Linked DNA regions of Mus musculus: region 1 is linked to region 2. The links are chromatin contacts, called in public ChIA-PET maps. All regions are on one chromosome and are shown on one strand. Each heading gives the region's core, a stretch centred on a gene start, on an enhancer-like site or on the middle of the called end of the contact. The rest is flanking DNA. Distances are from core to core; before and after follow the strand shown. Region 1 overlaps Sppl2a (signal peptide peptidase like 2A). Region 2 has its middle 3.6 kb from the start of Atp8b4.

Region 1 (4,697 bases), core at 1,235-3,734, 420 kb after region 2:
CAGTTATGCTGTGGCATGTACACACGTGACACACACACACACACACACAGTTTGAAATCATTTATTTTTTTAATTTTTTTGGGTTTTCGAGGCAGGGTTTCTCTGTGTAGCCCTGGATGTCCTGGAACTCACTTTGTAGACCAGGCTGGTCTCAAATCCAGAAATCCGCCTGCCTCTGTCTCCCAAATGCTGGGATTAAAGGCATGTCCCACCATTGCCCTGCGAAATAATTTTTTTTAAGAGAGAAATGCCCATAACTGTTGCTCTCATGGACAGATATCTTACATAAAGCCCTTTTTCTAATATATAAGGCAAAAAATTCCACACATTCTTTTACATTTTGCTTTGATGGTGGTTGGTTTTGTCAATCTGACACCATCAGAATCATCTAGGAAGAGAACCTCAAAGAGGAGCTGGCTGGGTTGTATTGACTTCTGGGTATATCTGTGAGGCATTTTTGTAACTGGGTTAACCAAGGTGGAAATACCCTGGATGTGGGCAGCGCTGACCCCTGGTTGGTTTCTGAGCTGGACAGATGCAGAGATGAGGCTGAGACAAGAAAGCACCTGTGCGCCCACTTCTCTCTGCGCTCGGCTGTGGATGTGATGTGCCCAGTGGCTTCAAGCTCCTGCCGCCTCGCCTTTTCAGCTATAAAAGACTGGCACCCGGAACTGTGAGCTAAAATGAACCCTTTCACCTTGCCATTGCTTTTTGGCAGGGTATCAGATTGCAGTAACAGAAATGAAAACATGACAGCTTTTTTCATTTAAAAGCCCATTGTGGAAATCAGTGGGGATACCATCTGTTGAAGTTATAAGACACAACACTGCCACACAGCATCACTATGCATATTTTAAGTCTAGGTGTCTAAGGCAGAACCTGATTTCCTTCCCTGCATGAGCTCAAACTCCTAGCCTAAGATCTGTTCATTTGCTGGGTTTGGTGGCCTACGCCTGTAACCTCAGGAGACAGAGTCACTGCAAATTTAAGGCTAGAGTTATAAGTTAGCAACGGGGCTCATACAGAGATCCTGTTAAATAACTTATTCATGAAAAAACAAATTACCTTGTTTTAAAATATGTTCTTGAATAAAAACAAAAAAATCCACAATAATCATAATGAATATGATTCAGGAAAAGATATAACGCTATGCATCCTAAATTTAAAGTAAGTTAGAGTTGTCATACCTATCCTCATTTCGAAATACAGCCCACACAACAGCAACTGAGATGCACAGCCCGGAAAGGAAAATCAGGCTCACTTTAATGTTTTTGCCACAACACAAAATCCTGAAAAAGAAAAAAAAGTTAATTTGTGCTATAGATAAAAAATGTTCCCTTGATACAAAAAAGTGTCAAACATTAACAAAGAGTGGTTGTAATATTAATCTTGTCATGATTTTTACATAAAACCAATGAGGCATAATAACTGCCTCAACAAAACCCTCTGTTGGCGGTGCTTTCCAAGACTGATGGCCACCAGCCACAGATGGCTCCTGAACACTAGACATGTCTCAGGAATTCAGTGTAAAGATCCCAAACACATCTGGGCATGGTGGCACACACCTTTAAGTCCTAGCACTGAGGTAGTGCACACCTTGTTCCTGAACTTAGGAGGCAGAGGCAGACAGATAGATCTCTGTGAGTTCGAGGCCAGCCAGGTCTACAGAGACAGTTCCAGGACAACTAGGCTCCCGAGAAACCCTGTCTCATAAAACAAAACAAACAAAAAAATCCCAAACACATTATTAACTTTAAACTCAGACAGGCATAAATACAATCTTGAATATACAGGCTTAAAGCAACACCTCACTTTTCCTGTACTAAGCTGAAATACTAATTGCATCATAGGCTAACAGATACGTACGTGCACTGTCCACATGGCATCCTATGAATCAATGCAGAAAGACAGTTGTACAGGCTCATTGACGATGCTATGCAGAAAATCGCTATCATAACATACACTAGAAAAGAACAAGACAGATGTTAATTCCTTAGCTCTTTTCATTAGATCATACTTTCTATATAGTAACTATATTGCTATGTGAAGCAGTTGCTAAGGCGCAACCAAGAGTCTTAAAAGAGAATGTGTGGCACTTGTGGTTTTCTTTCCGTTAAACACTACCACGGTTGCTTGATGTGGCTGAAGATGGTTTTATGTTGAAAGTAACAGTTCATTACAAATATGTATAAATACTTAATTTAACTTCAAGAACAGAAGGACTGATGAGCCTCTGTCATATGTGTGTGCTTGTGTGTATGTAGGTGTACACATGTAGGCAGGTATGTGTAGAGACTAGAAGACAAACATGGTATTATTCCTCGGATGTCTTCTTTTTCTTTTGTTTTAATTGTTTGAAACAGAATGAGTCACTGGCCTGGAAGTTCGCCAAGCAGACCACCCCGACTGGCAAGCTCTAGGGATCAACCTGCTTCTACCCAGTGCTAGAATGAAGAGACTGGAGGCAGGGGTGGGCTGGGGCATCCTGCATGGGTCCTACGACTGAACGCTCGTCTCCCTTGCACAGTAAGCACTTCACCAACTGAGCCACTCCTCCTATTCCTCTTCTTGTGCCTCGTGTACTTAAAACTTGCTGCACAGCCAAGAATAACCTTGAAAACCTTCAACTTCTGATCCTTCTCTCAACCTCCGGAGTTCTGGCATCTCAGGTGTGCACCACCACATCGGTCACTTTGACCCCTGGGATTGAACCAGGACTTTGTGTATATTAGGCAAGTACTCTACCAACTGACTTATATTCTCTGAGTGATTAAGAGAATTTTTGGGTAGCCTTGGCGGGTCTAGAGCTTGATGTGTAGGTCAGGCTTGAATTTGTGGAGATCCGTCTGTCTCTGCCTCCCCAGTGCTATGATTAAAAGCATGTGCCACTGGGCCTGGCTTTGGATTAATAAACTACAAATAAGATTCTTTAGAAATGTAATTTAGGGATGAAGACAAATATCTGCCCTGGGTATCAACCAAGCATCTTCCCTATGCTTTCCTATGGAGAATTTATCTATAACAATTTGACCTGTGTTCAAACCAAATCCAGCCAGGCATAGTAGCCACCAGCTCAAGACTAGCTTTGGTTGTACAGAAAGTTACCACTCTAGCCAGAGCCACACAGAATAATGTTGGCTCAAGGAAAAAATTAAAATAGAGCACAAACGAAAAACACTCAAATCCATTCAAAGAAACTTCCTTGTTGCAATGAGATACCAAGGTAGTAAAATTTGATGGGCATTATATACTATCCAGATTTATTTGAAAATTATTTAAAGACATTTTACTACTGTGTTGTTATAAAGAGGGAGGGGTTATTATACCTTACAATATTCCTTTTATGGACGTTCAAGAAAATATTGTGATAGAAATACAAGCTGTAGCCAGGCAGTGGTGGCGCATGCCTTTAATCTTAGTACTTAGGAGGCAGAGGCAGGTGGATTTCTGAGTTCGAGGCCAGCCTGGTCTACAAAGTGAGTTCCAGGACAGCCAGGGCTACACAGAGAAACCCTGTCTCGAAAAACCAAAAAAAAAAAAAAAAAAAAAAAAGAAAAAAGAAAAAAGAAAGAGAAAAAGAAAAAGAAAAAAAGAAAGGAAGAAAGGAAGACAGACAGACAGACAAGCTGTTCCTCCATTTCCAAGGCCTATTTGGTTTCAGCTATGTACACAGGGATGAGGGGTGAGAAACAGGCTGATCTAAACACAGCAAATTTGGGGTGGTTTGGGTCTGGGTACTTGATTCTAACAGGTCAGGTTCATGAGATGCATACCGGATTGTTGTAAGGACTGGATAAGCTAATGTATGTAGTCATGGACACTGCACCAGTTCCTATGATCACTGGCTATGTGTGGAAAGAGGAGCAGTGGACAGACACCCCATGGCCTGTCAACTGGATTTTAGTCTATCCTCTGCCAAGCTGCCTGACCCAGGTTGCCACAGCCTGGCAGGGATTATACTTCCTGAGGCTATTCTGCAGCTTTAGTGCCTTGTCCAATGGTGTGCTGCCACTTCGGAAAGGATTCCACATGAGGAATAACTTTATTGTCACTTAGTTCCAGCTAGTTTTGTTTTAAATGTAAGGAGTTTAGCAGAAAGCATTCCCAAGATCATTGTCAGTTACTTTAAGTATATCTTAAATCTTTAAGTATATCTTAATCGCAAAATGGCAAGGAAACTTCCAGGACAGTCAAGGCTACACAGAGAAAGCCTATTTCCAAACAAACAAAACGATAAAGAAAGCCTTAACAATTTAGTACAATTCTGTCAAGTTATAATATACTAAGAAATAGCAGCCATCTTAGTCATGAAAACTCATTTAGGGTAAACAAAATCTTGCAATATCACACAAAACACTGGCCAATCATAATTTAATTCTATGTTCTGGGATAATTATGAGGTTGAATGATTTTCTTCTCACATCAAAAATTTCCCTTGTAAGCTGGGCACAGTGATGCACACCTTTAGTTCCAGCACTTGGGAGGCAGAAGCAGATCAACATCTGAGTTCAGGGCCAGCCTGGTCTACAAAGCAAGTTTCAGGACAGCCAGAGCATCCATAAGAAACCCTGTCTTGGAAAAAAAAAATTAATTTGTAATTCTCACTAAAAATTGAAATATGCTTTAGGGTAGAATAGCTATCTTTTAAAAATTATTTGTATTTTAAGTATGTGCATATATGTATATATATGTGGGTA
Region 2 (5,098 bases), core at 2,185-4,684:
TTTGTCTGTCTGTCTGTTTTGATACAGGATCTGAAGGTCTGTCACTTGCCATATATCCTAGACTAGCCTCAAACTCACAGCAATCCCCCTGCCTCAGCTTCCTGGTTGCTAGGATTACAGATATTTCCACCACATACAGCCTTTTCATAATTACTTCTTTGTTTCATGAGGCAGGTACCAAAAGGAGCCAGAGCAGACGTTGGATGGCGTCAGGAGGGAGAACACAGAACGTGAGGATGACATCTGGTGCCCCATCTGGCCAGAAGAAAACGACTAATCAAGGTGTCTAAGCCAACTTGTTAAGACAAGAGAATTGTCCCTGGGGACTAATCTGACAGGTTCTGTTTTACTGGTTCATTAGATGCTGAGAGAGTGGTGCTAACTGATAACCATTGTTAAGGATGGAGCTAAAAGCATCTGTGGACTGCAGAGCACGTGGACCACATGCATGTGGACAGCTTTCCTCTTCTCTTATTTTACATCTTCCTGAAAGTTCTTCTCACTTGCAAGATTGCCCATAGATGAGGCTTAAAGGAACGCACTTTCTTCATTCCCTGACAGCCTTCTACTTTCACTCTCAGCTTCTCACTGTCTCCTTCCAAAGTGTCTCCGAGTCGTTTATCTTGAAGATAGTGAATATATCCATTTCAACTCTAAGCATTTTTACTTTTATAAAAATACTCTCTGCTCCATAACTCAGAATGTGACATCACCCTTGCTGTGGGAATTAAACTACCGAATGATTTCTAGAAACTTTTTCCTCAGTCGTTCCTGACTTGAGGGCTTTAATCTCTAAAACAGAATTATAACAAAGCCAGAAAGAATCCACGTTTAAGCCCATCTCCACCAATCCAATCCTTCCCTTGGAACACTGCCCAAGCAGGCGTAGTCTATGGAAGACTGCAGCCAGTGCAGCAGACGTCAGTCAAACTTGAAGAAAATGAAACTCCCTTTAATACTATATAATAATTCCTATAAATACTCTTCCTATTCCTCACCAAAATGTGCTCATCCTTTGATGCTCTTCCTCGCCTGGGTTAGGGTGTTTAGGAGATAGGAGATAGCGGTATATAGGAGGACCGGGCCATCAAAAGAGATGAAATACCCTCATGCTTTTTTAAATGTGTGTGTGTGTGTGTGTGTGTGTGTTCAGACACATGAGTGTGAGAGTGTACCACGGTGCACATGTGGATGTCAGAAGGCAACCTCTAATGTTAGAGCTGGCCTTCCATCTTGAATGACACAGGATCTCTTATCCACTACTGCATAAACCAGACTACCTAGCATACACACTTTCAGAGAGTCTACTGCCGTCACTTCCTGCCTTCCCATAGGAACACTGGTATTACCAATGCATGCTACCACACCAGGCTTTCTGCAAGCTCTGAGCCTCCATACTCATGGTCTCTGCTACACAGCAAGTGCTTTATCCAGCAAGCCATTGAGCCAGGTCTGGGCATTTTCAGTCTTGCATGTTCAACTCTCCAAAATACCCTTTTTAAAACTACCCCAAATCATATAAAATGGTAAAATGTCTTTTACTATAGGATAAATCATATCTTACCCTTGGCTTCACCTCATGCAAAGATCAGTGGTTCCCTCCTGTAAAAGTTCTAATAGCATAAATATGATAGATAAATAGATGGCAGATAGAGAGATTGATACAAATAAATACCCCAATAGCTATCAATAGACAAGGAGATGATCTTTAAATAGATGATATATAGATGATTAATCGACATACAAAGGTAGATAGAAGACTGATATAGACAGATAATTCAAATACATAAATAAGAGAGAGATCATAGAAGACTGATATCAGCAGGTAAATATAGGTATGCAAACACACACACTCATATATGGGTGAATGAAAGGGGAGTGTGAAAATACAGAAGAAAGTTAACATGTACACACACATATGTGTGTATATATTCATTTAAAATTAAATAAGTACATTAAAAAAACACAATTGGGCTGGTGAGATGGCTCAGTGGGTAAGAGCACCCGACTGTTCTTCCAAAGGTCCAGAGTTCAAATCCCAGCAACCACATGGTGGCTCACAACCATCCGTAACAAGATCTGACTCCCTCTTCTGGAGTGTGTGAAGACAGCTACAGTGTATTTACATAAAATAATAAAATAAATCTTTAAAAAAAAAACACAATTATGTGTCAAAAAGGATTTTCTTTCCTTGACACACATGGTTGGCTGGTTGGTTGTTTTACACTAAGCTGTGCCTCTAACCCTTTCCCCCTCACCCTCCCCCCCATCTCGGTTTTCCATTTCAAGTTTAGGTTTTGAAAACCTAAAAAAAAAAACTCACAAAAATAACCTTCCTTTAAAAATACATACATACATACATACATACATACATACATACATACATACATACATACATAAACTGGGCAGTGATGGAGCACGCCTTTAATCCCAGTAGTTGGGAGGCAGAGGCAGGTGGATTTCTGAGTTCAAGGCCAGCCTGGTCTACAGAGTGAGTTCCAGGACAGCCAAGGCTACACAGAGAAACCCTGTCTAGGAAAAACAAACAAACAAACAAACAAATAAATAAATGCAAAAACAGACAAACAAAAAATCAAAGGAGGATGCCAACTGATACAGAGAAAATAAATAGTTCATGGCTGAAATAATAACTAAACAAGACATCTAGGAACGCAGCTGGGTGGAAAAAGGACCCTTGCCCATATAGCTATTTGGCAAGGAGGTCTCTCCTCAGGACGAAAGTGGTCACAGCTGGGCATGGGTGACTCTGTGCCTTAAGCTAAGGATTAAACTGGAAATTCCCTCTAATGATTAGAGTCTATTCAGCAATTAGGTTATTACAGGCAATTCCCCCTGCTCCAATTCCACACTCACCAAGCAACCTGCTGGTAATAAATTGCTTTCCCACAGAAGCCTTCGGGGAAAGAACACACCGGCGTGCTGAAGTGAACATCTGACCCTCTTGTTTTACACGTTTTTACGCTAATAAACTGTCATTCTTACTATGTGTCATACATGTCCTGAACTAGTGTTTGTCTGCCTCAGAAAGATATATCTGTTTCTGGTGTTCTATTAAAGTGCTGTCCAAAGTCCACAAGACAAAAAGGTCTTTTCTGGCCATAGGACTGCCAAGCTGCTCAGGACCTGGAAGCAGGGGTGATTAGAAGCTTGTCCTCTGATGTCTGGAACTCCTGCTTTCCCTCCTGTATAGAGGGGAAGTTTAATCCTGTATAGAGAGTTCCTGACTATTGAACCTAAGGTGAGTCTCTCTAAGCCTTGGTACTGACCAACCTAGGTGAGCTAAAGAAACAGATGTTGCTTTGAGCAGCCTGGGTTCTGAAGATTCAATCTGATTCGATAACACGTAATGGCTTCCTCCAGCTATTGCATTGTTAACAGGCAGGGCTCTCCAAAGATGAGTGCCCCTCCCACTTCCTCCTCTCTAGCTCACCCTCTCCTCCTTACACCCCCCTCCCCTCCCCTCTTCTTACACATCTCTCAGTCTCCACTACTTGTTCCCTAGGTTCTCTTCCTATTGCTCCTTAGGTTGGTTGCTTCCCAGATGTGTGCTTGGGTGAACCTTGAGACCCAAAGCGTTGAGGCCTGAAGTTGGAAGGCTAGGGAGATGCCTGTTCTTTCTCGATCGTCGTTTCCCTCGGCCCCCAGGCTCCCAGAGCTGAGAAGCAAAGCTCTCATTAATCCTGTTTCCCATGGACATGGAGACCTGGCCATCAAGCTGTAGTCTACCTTATCTGCCAAGTTCAAGGGCAGGCCCTTGGAGCCTCTAACGCTCTGAACAAGGGCGATTCTAATGAATCTTAACCATGGGAAATGAAACCAGAAAGAGAAAGGGAAAAACCAGGCTTCTGCCCTGCGTGAGTTCAGCTGAGTGTGAGAGAGGGCGGAAGGTATAGGTGATGTATCCATCACATTCGGTTTCAGTGGCAGCTATCCACAATCGTGGTGCACATAGATGTCACACAGTGTACAAACACAGAAGTGAACCCTTTGTGCTCTCCTCTGTGTGTGTGTGTGTGTGTGTGTGTGTGTGTGTGTGTGTGTGTGAAGTGATGTCTAGCGCAGTCAAATGTGTAAGTAACTGTCTAATCACCATGTCTCAACAGTAAGTTATTCTCTTATATAATATTTATCTCTATTTTTCATCTCCACCATCTCTGTATTCACTATTCCCAAGATCCGTCTGTGTGTCCACCTCTTCTTTCCCCAGTCTGTGAGCTTCAAAAGGAATCCATCCTTGTCTCTCCTGACCAGCCCGTGCTGACAGGCCGAGTTCAAAAATGGAGGAAGGAGAACAGGGGTTAGGGGTTAGCAGGATCAAATGTGGGGAGACGAACTCCAAATAGGGAACCAATAAGAGGAAGGAAGATGACAGAGGCAGGGAGGCTTGTGTGGAAGAGAGAGGAGACGCAGGAAAGCTGTGCAGAGAAAGGCAGCAAGACAGGACAGGACAGGAGAGGAACGAAAGGGAAGCAGAAGCTGGTGGGCGGGCGGGGAGAGAACACTGGCAGGAGGTGAACAACAGGAGGGAGAGAGGATTTACCATCTTATGGTTTGGTAATGGCTACACGCTTAATATAATATAAGCAGACCGCTTTGTGATATCACACACACACACACACACACACACACACACACTGGATCCAAGGCTGAACCCTCAGCTTGTGTTATCTCATTCAGTCTTCACCAGAACTCTAAAGAAGGAGCCATCATTGTCCCCAGTTTATAGATGAAATGACACAGTATTGCATGGTCGAGAACCTGTGGTTAACCCTGCCAGTAAGAGAGACAGGGAAGATCTATATGAGCTGACTGATTAAACTCCGCTCACCTCGCCCACTGCCATTGTTCTCTCAGTCTCCCTGTGCCAGTCTGCTGTCTACATTTTTATTCATTTTTAGTATATTTTTTTAATTTTGTGTGTGAGTATTTCCATGCATGTATGCATGTGCACCCGTTCCTGCCTGATATCTATGGAGGCCAGAAAAGGGGATGAGAGTCCCTGGAACTGGAATGTCAGATGGTTGTAAACTGTCCTGTGGGTGCTGGAAACTGAACCTGCGTCTTCACCTGTCCAGCC

Evidence for each region. ChIA-PET counts read pairs in DNA pulled down with a chosen protein or histone mark.
Region 1: a contact with region 2 is called in an RNA polymerase II ChIA-PET map of memory CD8 T cells, with 51 read pairs. The contact joins two enhancer-like sites. A contact is called at or near these places in 2 of 115 datasets of contacts at active chromatin or transcription factors (bone marrow-derived macrophages and memory CD8 T cells) and 1 of 9 other capture datasets (pancreatic islet).

The regions. Positions count from the first base shown.
Region 1 is chr2:126,918,452-126,923,148 of GRCm38.p6, forward strand. It overlaps Sppl2a (signal peptide peptidase like 2A), which reads right to left. Exons shown (of 15, transcript NM_023220.2): 7 at 1,867-1,963; 8 at 1,188-1,289. Among named protein-coding and RNA genes, the nearest start is that of Sppl2a, 12 kb to the right of the region's middle. Within about 2 kb of position 2,485, at least 27 of the 459 cell types and tissues checked have an H3K27ac peak or open chromatin away from gene starts, as enhancers often do. A contact at or near this core is called in memory CD8 T cells, where this site is marked.
Region 2 is chr2:126,492,612-126,497,709 of GRCm38.p6, forward strand. It overlaps a transcript of Atp8b4 not described here. Among named protein-coding and RNA genes, the nearest start is that of Atp8b4, 3.6 kb to the left of the region's middle. Within about 2 kb of position 3,435, at least 61 of the 459 cell types and tissues checked have an H3K27ac peak or open chromatin away from gene starts, as enhancers often do. A contact at or near this core is called in memory CD8 T cells, where this site is marked.